Regions from separate parts of the Mus musculus genome. Here region 1 is linked to region 2. Evidence: chromatin contacts called from public HiChIP or PLAC-seq data. All regions are on one chromosome and are shown on one strand. The core of a region is the stretch at or near the end of the contact, and the rest is flanking DNA. Distances in the headings are between cores, read along the strand shown. Region 1 overlaps Thsd7b (thrombospondin, type I, domain containing 7B). Region 2 overlaps Thsd7b (thrombospondin, type I, domain containing 7B).

What was found. HiChIP or PLAC-seq counts read pairs in DNA pulled down with a chosen protein or histone mark.
Region 1: an H3K4me3 HiChIP or PLAC-seq map of the SCID.adh cell line shows a contact between it and region 2, with 16 times the contacts expected there. The contact joins two enhancer-like sites. A contact is called at or near these places in 2 of 484 Hi-C or Micro-C datasets (embryonic fibroblasts and ventricular fibroblasts) and 1 of 115 datasets of contacts at active chromatin or transcription factors (the SCID.adh cell line).

Annotation. Positions count from the first base shown.
Region 1 is chr1:130,151,457-130,156,683 of GRCm38.p6, forward strand. The region is part of intron 17 of Thsd7b (thrombospondin, type I, domain containing 7B); the gene reads left to right. Among named protein-coding and RNA genes, the nearest start is that of Gm41951, 150 kb to the right of the region's middle. Within about 2 kb of position 1,460, at least 3 of the 459 cell types and tissues checked have an H3K27ac peak or open chromatin away from gene starts, as enhancers often do. A contact at or near this core is called in the SCID.adh cell line, where this site is marked.
Region 2 is chr1:129,490,335-129,495,759 of GRCm38.p6, forward strand. All of the region lies in intron 2 of Thsd7b (thrombospondin, type I, domain containing 7B), which reads left to right. Among named protein-coding and RNA genes, the nearest start is that of Gm36347, 120 kb to the right of the region's middle. Within about 2 kb of position 3,892, at least 2 of the 459 cell types and tissues checked have an H3K27ac peak or open chromatin away from gene starts, as enhancers often do. A contact at or near this core is called in the SCID.adh cell line, where this site is marked.

The sequences.
Region 1 (5,227 bases), core at 210-2,709, 660 kb after region 2:
CAAATCTACAGTTAAATCTTCCATGAGTGAGCCTTTCCAGTGCCCTGGAAAAACCTCCCAGCTCCCTCTCGCGATTGGAACCTCCCCGTCTCCACAAAAGAAAAACGAGCCTTAATTTCTAGGTAATCTTTTCATATCTATACATACAAACAGTATAGATTATGTTTCAAGTCGTTGTAGTCTGGAATGAGAGTTTCTAGGTTCTTGATATCCTCTTCAGGGAATTGAAGTAAGTACTCAGTAATTACAAAGTTGTCATGAAAGTTTACACAAAAGCAAAGTAAAGGGTCTATGCAGTCAAGACAACAGGCCACATGGATGGAGATACTCAAGGATCTTTGTAACCAATTATTGCTGCTAAGGGGTGGTGTAAGAATGCTTTGCCTTACTTTGTTTTAACTATATTAAGTTATATAGCTTTATCCTCTAATTCACATGCTCCCTCTCACAATGCATCTGATTTTAATAATAGCCACATCCAATTATGCATAATTGTAACATGAAAAATAAGGGTTTCTCTCCACAGGTCCACTTAGAGGACATAGTTTGTCTTATTGCCCATGCTCCCAAAACCATTCTGTGCCAGATCATCACTCATATCTTTAAACCCACATATAACCAGAGTTCAAATCAGTACTATCAAAGATCAGTGGTTATTAAGGAAGGGAAACATATTCCATTGTTCAGAGTGTAGTGTGCATGCAACTTGATGTCAGTGGGAGTCCTAGTGTGCTAACAGATTTCTGGGTACACTGTTTGTAGAAAGGGTATATGCATAGCCCAAACCAAGTGGAGTTCCAGGTTTCTAAACTACTTACTATGACTGCATGCATTAGTTAGTCTTCTGTTTTAAATGGATCTTTAAATCTCTTTTAGTATGGCTTCCCCTCCTATTTCATTCTTTTTTTCTCTTTTGTTCTTATTTCTCCTTCTTGGTAATTTAGTAGGTGAGGAAAATAAACCACCTGTCCTGTGAACATTTTCCAGTCTGTCTTTTGGGACTCATATCTCCATGGTAAGGCTAAACATGTTCCTCTCTCTCCATGATTTCCCTGTAACTTGGGAGTTGCAAAGCCTCCATCAATCTTTGATGAACATCCTTTACAGAAGCTATAATACACCAAGAAGCATACTGCTGAGATCCCACTGTTTTTTTTTTTTTTTGGGGGGGGGGGGAGTTGTTGTTGCTGCTGCTATTTAGTTTTCTTTTTTGACAACTGGCATTGGTGTATCGTGTCTGTACCCTTTAATCAAGAAATATGAAATGACAACATTCCAATTCCATTATCAGACCTCATTTCTTTCTGGAATCACCATGAAAAGAATGTATACTGCAACTGCTATTGCTCACCTGCTGGCCCATTTTGTGTAGATAATTTGGGAAAATGCTTCTCTTGGCAGGTTTACCACAAAGGTCTCTTCCCCATCCTTATGGGATCAGATTTAAATAATTCTTACACTTTGTATCCATGCCATTTGTCATCAGCCCTAAACTTAGATTCTGGTTGCATTTTCAAATGTGTTTTGTAAACATTTAAATAGGTGTGACCTAGTAGAGTGTTCAGGCTCCTCTGGATATATTTTTTTCTGTTAGATTTCTAATCAACTATTTCTCTAGAAATGCCTGCCTTGTTTTGTTGGAAATAACCTTCAGCATCATGCTAAGAGAGCTAGGGATCTGGAGACACATGCATCAGTGTGCCATTGTTTCTAAGCTGCTTCCGGAGACAGGACTTTGAGATGTCGTTCATTATTTCCTTTACTTTGAAGATGAAATATAAAGGTGCCTCATGGTGATGTTTATCACTTACATGTGGAACCACAGAGGTTCACTTGTACTCAATTCTAATATCTTTATCTCACTTTTTCCATGATATAAATCAAGTTACCAGGGAGAATGAGTGATTATAGCCATAGCATATATGACGTTTAGAATCTTTATTCCATTCACAGGGGAAACTCTCATGACAGTAATAGCTCTGTGATCACCATTATAGATATTTCAAGTTTTGAGCATAATTTGCACATGCTGTGTTTATTCTTCGGCATTGGTATTGTATACCAGTGTCTTTAGAGCACTCAGTCATTACAAATGTTCCACATATAAGATTGGTTCATTTCGTATCTGTACATTAATGGTTTCTATCCTCTTGGACACATGAAGTTTAGTCTCCAATAGATCCTGAAGAACATACTCATGGCAGCAATTTAGCCTGAGTACTTGTATATTACTAACAGTTCATCTTCAGTCTTTGTAATTGAAAGTCAGCCTTGCTGTGTAATATATCCTCAGATCCTTTTGAATGTGAATCTTTATTATATGTCTATGCTTTTCTAACATAAAGTTTCCCTTCCACAATACAGAATGTGATTTTGTTTCTTCTATAAGCCATCTGGCACTCTCTCCTAGATATTTAAAGGTTTGTTTTTTCTTCTCCCTCCTGTTCATAGCTAAATAATTATACGAGAATATGTTTCCATATTGACAACTCTGATGTGCTCTTTTGAATGGGCAGTTTCAAATCTTTTGTTTTGATCATTACATTTCCTTAAAGGTTTTTTTTTCCTCCATCATTAGAGCCTGTGCTTCTGCCTTGGGTTCTTATGAAGTCTTATTATACGTGTGATGTCTGGTTTGCCTCATTTCTCTGTTCACCAGCTTCTCTCACATTCTCCCAGTGTCTTTTCAGTGCTTAATTTCAGCTTTTTTTTTTCATGTCTATGAAGACATGATTTGTTACGCTTCTTAATCTCGTGTTTCTTTCTCATTTCCGAAAATGACTTTTCCTTTTATTTTGAATTGTTCACTGAAGCCAGTTACTCGGTCTCTGAGTTCCTATAATTCTTATTCATGTTTACATCTTTTTGTTCCTTTGTCATTTCCTAGCTAGCTTGGCTCCTTTTGAAAGTATACTTCCCGTCTGTTTTCCCATGTGTCGCCTGCTTCACCATCTTACCTGTAGGATGTTATTCCATTCATCATTCTCATGTGGAATTTGAGTTTGGTTTCTTTCTGTGTTTCTTGCTCTGGAAAATTACTTGTGTGAACTTTTGGAAGGGACTCTCCAAAACTAAACCTGCTACCCTGAGATTTCCTAGTTTCCCTATCCCCTCCAGCTGCTCCAGACAGACCCTCCTGATCTTTTGAAGAGACTCTTCCTAGTTGTCTCAGTTTGATTATCTAACAACCTATTTATCTTCAGTGGTGTGGTGAAAGGCTATAGAGCATTTTGGAAGGATAAGAGCTCTGAAGTATCAATACAAAGAGTTAAAGAAGCAGGAAGCAGGGACTAACAGGGAGCTCACTGGCCTCTTTGTCTTCCTATCCCTTTGAGTAGACCCTATATGTCTCAGTTTAGTTGTCTGTTTGTGGCCATTGCTTACCCTATGTCCAGTTTTTCTGTTCTGCTTTCTCTTGCCTAGTTCTCACATATCACAGGTACCCTGTAAGATCCCACCACTGCCCCTTACTGGTTCACTCTCTAGGAGTGTGGGGATGAGTCTGTATGCTCTGTCAATTTTGACTTCCCTGTCCAGCTGTCTTTGATGTGCAAAACCCTTTTTATTTAAGTTACTAGCTCTTTGGAATCCCATGAAAGGCACAAGAAGAAATACTTTAGGCCCAGATTTTTCTTAACCTTTGAAGTGGGGTTTAATTTCCTTTTAAAAATCCTTACAAAGCATTACAATATTCTCTCATGCACTCTTTGCTACATTTGTCCAAATAAGAAAGATGAAGTTCAGGAGCATGCATCCACTGACCTTGTGAGAACCAGAAAACTGAGGGAGCTGCCAGCCCTCTGTCAGCTATCAGATAAACTTAAACCCAATGACTACACTGACTCTCCATATCTGATGTGAGCTGGCAAGACCAGGCTTTGAAGTCATGCTCATCTTCAAGCAAGAAATCAGCAGAGTAATCTAAATTCACAAACACCTGGTCTGATAATAGATGTTGCCAAACTGTAATCTTTAATAGTTCAGAGATATGAACAGAACCCTTCTATTTGAATTTATATTGAATGGCTTAAATTATGTAATCTATTCTATGGGTTCATTAAATGCATTTATTGATATGTTTTGTTAAGTTAATGATGGCTTCCATCAAGATTGTTTGAGACCTATAAGAGTAAGACTAATGAGAATATTCTTGTTGGATATACAGAACATTGGGGAAAACCCATATTAAGCAAAATGACTACTATCCAAGGTCTATTGTTTGTATACTAATGGAAGTTTACAAAACTCACCCTGGTTGCCCAAGATAAACAACCTTTCTACAGAATAGACACTTATTTCCATCTGCCACATAGTACCAAAATATTAAGACATGGGTCTTCCAGATATCCCATGAAAAAATACATATACACATGCTCAGAATATACTCAGTACACATTCAGTTGCAGGAATGCTCTTTAAATAATGAATATAAAAAAGTGGGAAGAAGTTGTCAGTTAGGATATTTATTTTACTTTTACATGAAGAAAAGAATTAAGGCCAGGTAAGAAGGCTTGCTGCTGGGTGAACAAAAATTATGGAGAAACAAGGTGTCAAGGAAAGCTTGAACTTTGGGAAATTCTGGTTTAGGAAATTCTAGAAAGCCAATTCTTGTGAAGAGTTCATGATCTAGAGAGAATATGGTTTTTCTGGTTACAGGCTACCTAGAAAATAGCCTTTAGCTGTGTATCTTAATCTTTTCTATTTATTTATTTATTCATTCATTTATTTAATGTATGTGAATATACTGTTGCTGTCTTCAGAATCACCAAAAGAGAGCATCCAATCCCATTACAGATGCTTGTGGTGTCTTAATCCTTTCAAGAAAATTAGTCCTACATTGACCCTGAGTTTGCTGTCTGTACATCATTTTTGCATATTTAATAAATGGATCCTATATGTTTATATAAGTGATATGAATATTGTCTGAAGGAGATTTTTGTTTGAAGAGTTTTGGACCAATTAAGAAACCATTAAGACCTAGAACAACCATTCTCAACCTTTGGGTCTCTACACTTTGGGAGTCAAACAACCCTTTCACAGGGGTATCATAAGACCATCTCCATAACATGCTTCATTACATTATAATTCATAACAGTAGCAAAATTACAGTTATGAGGGAGTAACAAAAATAATTTTATGGTCAGGGGGTTACCACAGCTTGGAGAGCTGTATTAAGGGATTAAAACCACTGGACTAGAGATTTCTTCAACTACTACTACAACAACTT
Region 2 (5,425 bases), core at 2,642-5,141:
TGTAACATATTTGTTCCATGTACAAAGTGACATTACAGACACAAATACATATATATATACACATACATACAGAGAGATAATTTCCCTTCCCTTAAAAATCTAATATTTTCACTTTGACTTAATCCCATCTTTTCAAAATACAGCAATTTTATTTATTTCCTGTATATTTGTTTTTTGGTATATTTACTGTTTCAAAGGGGTGGCATGCACAGGACTTATTATTATTATTTCTTTTAGTCAAACATAATGTTATCTTCTTTTCTTATAGCAAGGATTAGACTGTACCCTGAAACACACTTTCCTTTTGCTCATCCCTGTGAAGGTTGCACTTAAGGTCTCAGTGTATAGACAGGGCTTTGGAAGGGAAGAACACAAGGAGGGTTCAGTTGAAGCTGCCTCCATTGCATCTTTTCTGTAAAAGAGCAATTCAGTAAGTAAAGCCATCTAATATTTTGCAACATAACAGAGGTGACTGAAGAACTAGAATATTCATTCACATGTAGACTTAAGTGACTAGAGATTTCATGGAAGAAAAGAGGAAAGGGATAGCACACAGAGTATTACAAACATTGAGCTTCATATGTGTGACTTGAAAATCGTGGCAAGTTTCCAAATTACTCCTCTACTAGTGCTGTGGTCCTTGGTGATCACCAACACACCTCTTCACACAAAACAAGAACAAGGCCATTTCCCCTGAGCAGTGTCCTTTGCACAGGTTTCTGTATGGACGAAATCCCTATGCCTTTCACAGAGACATCATTTGACTGATTTCCTCGTTCTGGATTTCTAGAGATTCCTTCATTCAGTTTTTTCACTCCTTCTCCAAGTCTCATGGATTGCCTTATGTGTAAGGAATTTATTCACATTTCCTTAGCATTCAGGTGGCTGCTACCATCATCACTGTCTCCAAGTTGTTCTCCGATATATTGACATATCCTCCCTGGGCAATTTTAAAATACAAGATATGGGAGTCACCCTCCCACCCCTCCAATAGATGGCAGCACATAACCACACCACAGTAAGCACATTACCTGTAACATGGACATCTGTAAATGCTTATCTGACAACTTCACCACTCTGTGCACCATAATTTTACACCACAACTCCTTCCATGTTATATGTGTCCTTGGGACATGGATAGGGGCGCATCTTCCCATCAGAACATCAGAACGAATCCAGTTCATCTGTTCCTTCTAGGAGGACTTCTTTTTATCTCTGACCAATGATAGCCTTTCTGGGCACTTCGCTTCTTTCTGAATCCCTATGGACTACTAGATCTCACTCTGGGCAACTCCATTTTCTTCTCTTAGTTTCCCAGTCACAGGCGATGTCATTTAACTGTTCTACAACACGTGCACATGGCAGTCCTCTGTCACATGGTGTAACATCAGAGTGCTGTGATAGTTGCATCTGTTACTATCTGCTGTTGAAGTACCCAGTGGTGCATACAACTTTCATTCTTGTAGACAGAAGACAGGGTTTCTCACCCTACCTAACCACTAATCTAGCCAGGAAACTGAGTATAATCTATTGCCCTTCTCAAGCTAGAGCCTGACCATGTTCTTTTTGATGCAGTCTTAATGTTTGTAATAGTGTACAGCTGAGACCACCATCCTTGTATCAGGGAAAATGTCTGGAGGTTTTCCACTTTCTGCTCACTGTTAGGCTTTTAGCGATTATCATGTTTGAAGTGAATGGGGAGAGGTAAAACAGAAAAAAAAGATGTTGGGCAGGTAGAAATATTTAGATTTAGTTTATTGAGGTATTTGAAGAATCACAGAGGTTATTTTTCTTCTCAGGGTGTGCAATCTCTGAAATAGTAACTGGTCGTTTTTCCTTTCTTTAAATCCCATAAGTACATAGGCAATGAAATTGTGTTCCAGGTGATTTTCAGATTCGTCCGAATCTTCCATAAACAGCACCATCATTTCTGTAACAACGAAAACCTGTCACATGCCAGTGAGGGGCTGAGTTAGCCTTTAAGTGACTCTCTTGTGGGTATGGCTCCCTGGAGAATGGAGAGCTTAAAACCAAGCATTTGTGATAATAGACTATTCTGTCCAGAGATTATCCAATTTGCAGATTATTTTGGTTTATCTCTCTCTTCCTTCTGCTTGCCTAGCCCCTGGTCACTCCACCTAGTAGAAGTGCTTTCATCTTTGGCAGGAGGTGGGGAGAGGGCAGTGGGGCTTGAAACAGCGGAAAACTTGAACTGATGTTTGATTCTAAGATGTACATGTGGAGTAAGGATCCAAGTAAACTCTAAAATTATTTGTAATGTATGTGGGGGAGATTGTGTGTGTGTGTGTGTGTGTGTGTGTGTGTGCAGGCATGTGGCATGTACTGGGGGTTAAGAGTTTGAGGGGATGTGCTACATGTATGTGCTTGTGAAGACCAAAGGACAATTTGCCAGCAGGCTTCTTCAGTGTCCCTGGAGGGAAAGTGAAAGTCCTTGATGGGGCTAAGAAAAGTAGAACTCAGTCATTTGCTCCTTGGTGTTCATCAGATGCTATCATCTACCCTTGGATTTTGTTTCTTTCTTGGTTGGTTGGCTAATTTTGTTTTTGTTGTCATTGTTTTTGAGACAGGATTTCATTCTCTCAGAGCTTCCTAAGTCAGCTAGATGGACTTGGAAGGAAAGCCAAGGGGTCAACCCAGCACTGGGATTCCAGGTTCCACACAGCAACATCCATCTTTGTAGTAGGTTTGATGATTGACATAGAATCCTTATGCTTATTGGGCTGCCTCTGCACTCTTAATCTTTTAGTGCCTATAGATCATGGCTGAGTCTATAGATCACTTCTTTACATGATGTTGCATCTGTGTTTAAAACTTGGAATGTTTCTGAGACATAGAAACATATTAGCCCAACTTATATTGCTTGTGGGTCTTGCTCTACCTACTGTGCTCTAGCTCCCAGAGCAGATTCAGGGGTCAACTGGCTGTCACTTTGCACTAATGTGTCACCTTGGCTTCTCATCTGCAAACTTCTTGGAAATCCTGCCTTTATATCCGTGGAAAAAAACCTCAGCTAAGTTTTTATGGATATCTCCATCCTGTTGGTAAGCTAAGACTTTTCCTTAGCAGTTCTTGCTCCTTCTCCTACCAGGAATTTAATAATAATAATAATAATAATAATAATAATAATAGTAATAATAATAATACCATAACCTCGCTTAATAAAGCCTATACCATTTAATAAACACATGAGATCTGTCTTTACTGTCAAACCTTCATAGGTTGGCTTTATATGTTTGTGTGTGTGTATGTGTGTTTTATCACATGTAAAGGTGTACTACTCATGTCTCTCTGTGTGTGTTTATACATGTATTTGTTATCATGTGTAGAGCTGTACTATGCATGTGTGTGTATGTGAAGGTCGGAGGATAACCCCAGTGTCTTCTCAGGTACCATCCACATTTCCTATTCTTTTTTCAAGCTGGGTCTCTCACTAGCCTTGAATTTGCCAACAAAGCTAGGATGTCTGGCCAGTTAGCACCACAGATCTGCTTGTCTTCCCCTCCCCAATACTTATGTGACTTTGGGGATTAACTCAGGTTTTCATACCTATGAGATTAAAAACTCTATCATCTGAAGCCATTGGCTCTCTGAATAATATAAAGTATACAAGACATGTCCTGGCTCACAAATCTACAGTGAACCCCCCATCCCCACTATATGCACGAAAGCTGATGACTGACTATGGAGATTATCATTACCAATCAGCACCAATGCTCCACATTGCATCTTTTATCACAGGGTGCACTCATGCATCCTTGCCCATTTGGACAGTGTCTGAATTATTTATGAGTAAAATTACTCATGGGATGTCACTTCCCATTCCATATTACCATTAGGAAAACATGGTTATGTTCCTAAGATGAAGTTGATGGAGAGGCTGAGATCCCCAGGAACAAATGACTGAGTTCTACTTTTCTTAGCCCCATCAATTACTTTCACTTTCCCTCCAGGGACACTGAAGAAGCCTGCTGGCCTGTGTTCATTGCTTCCAGTTGATGATGAGCAGAACAAATCAATCATCCACTCTGTTGTAGATTATGTTGTATTTGAAGCCAGTGGTCAGAGAGGTAAAAATCAAGCCGTATAAGGTTAGGAAGATGACTCAGCCAGTAAAACATGAGGTCCCCGCTTTGATTCCCAGTACCCGTTTCAAAAACTGGGGATGCTGTACTCCTGGAGAGGCAGAGATAGGAGGATCCCTGAGACTTATTTGCTAGCCAGTCTAGCTGAATAAGTGAGCTCCAGATTCAACAAGAGAATTGTTTCAAAGAATAAAATGGAGAGCAATACCTCCAGTCTCCATGTGAACACATGAACACACATATGAACAGGTTGTGAGCATGATACAGATGGGCATATGCTGAGACTGGAGGCTAAAACAATATCCTGAGAGGAGGCTCCGTCATTGAGCCACATCTTACTCTGTGCTTTCTTACTCAGTCAAGGCCTATAAGAGATTGCAGTATCCTACTGAGCACCACTTACCTGGGAAAGGAGCATGTGATAGACAGCTGGTGTTGAAGATATGCATATTCTGTAGCCAGCGCTGCTTGGTTTCAGGAAGTGCCATTGGAACTTTCATCCCCTGCATGTGGCACTATAGGCAGGCTTTAAGAGGCAAAGCACAGTGGGATGCCCATAGTTAATAGGGTGATCTCAGTGAGAATTGTACGTTCCCAGCCTCTTCTATTTTCTTTTTCACTGCCTTCATGAAGTGAGTGGTTTTGCTGTGCTACATGCTTCTGCCATGGTGTGATTTCTCTTGGTAAGACCAAAAGTACCAGGGCCAAGCAGCTATAAGCTGCAATTCTAAACCTGTGAGCCAATCAATCTTGATTTTAAGTTGATTGTTTTAGAAACTGATCAATACAATCCTCATTATCCATTATTATTATTAGTAGTAGTAGTAGTAGTAATAGTAGTAGTAATAAAAGTAGTTTTTCTGCTATATACATACCCAGAGACAGACAGTTAGACATACACAGAGGCATACACACGACACACACACACACACACACACATACACACATGGGGGAGGCTGGGATAGTGAGGGATGGAGGGAGAGACAGACAGACCCACTATATTTTGCTAATTTATTATTCTTATGGTTTTAAGGTTTATTTTAATTTAATATTTATGTGGATGTGTGTTTGGAGGCATATGTACATATAAGCGCAGTTGCCAAGGCAAAGTAGATGTCTGGGTTACAGACAGTTGTGAGATGTCCAAATGGATGGTGGGATCTCAACTTGAGTCTTCTACAAGATCAGTAAGCACTCTTTAACCACAGATCCATTTCCTTAATCCTGCATTTAAATACTTTGGTGATTGATATATCCTGGATATTACTTAGGTAAAAATATTAGTATGATTCTAGTTATAATATTGTCAACAGTAGTGAGTC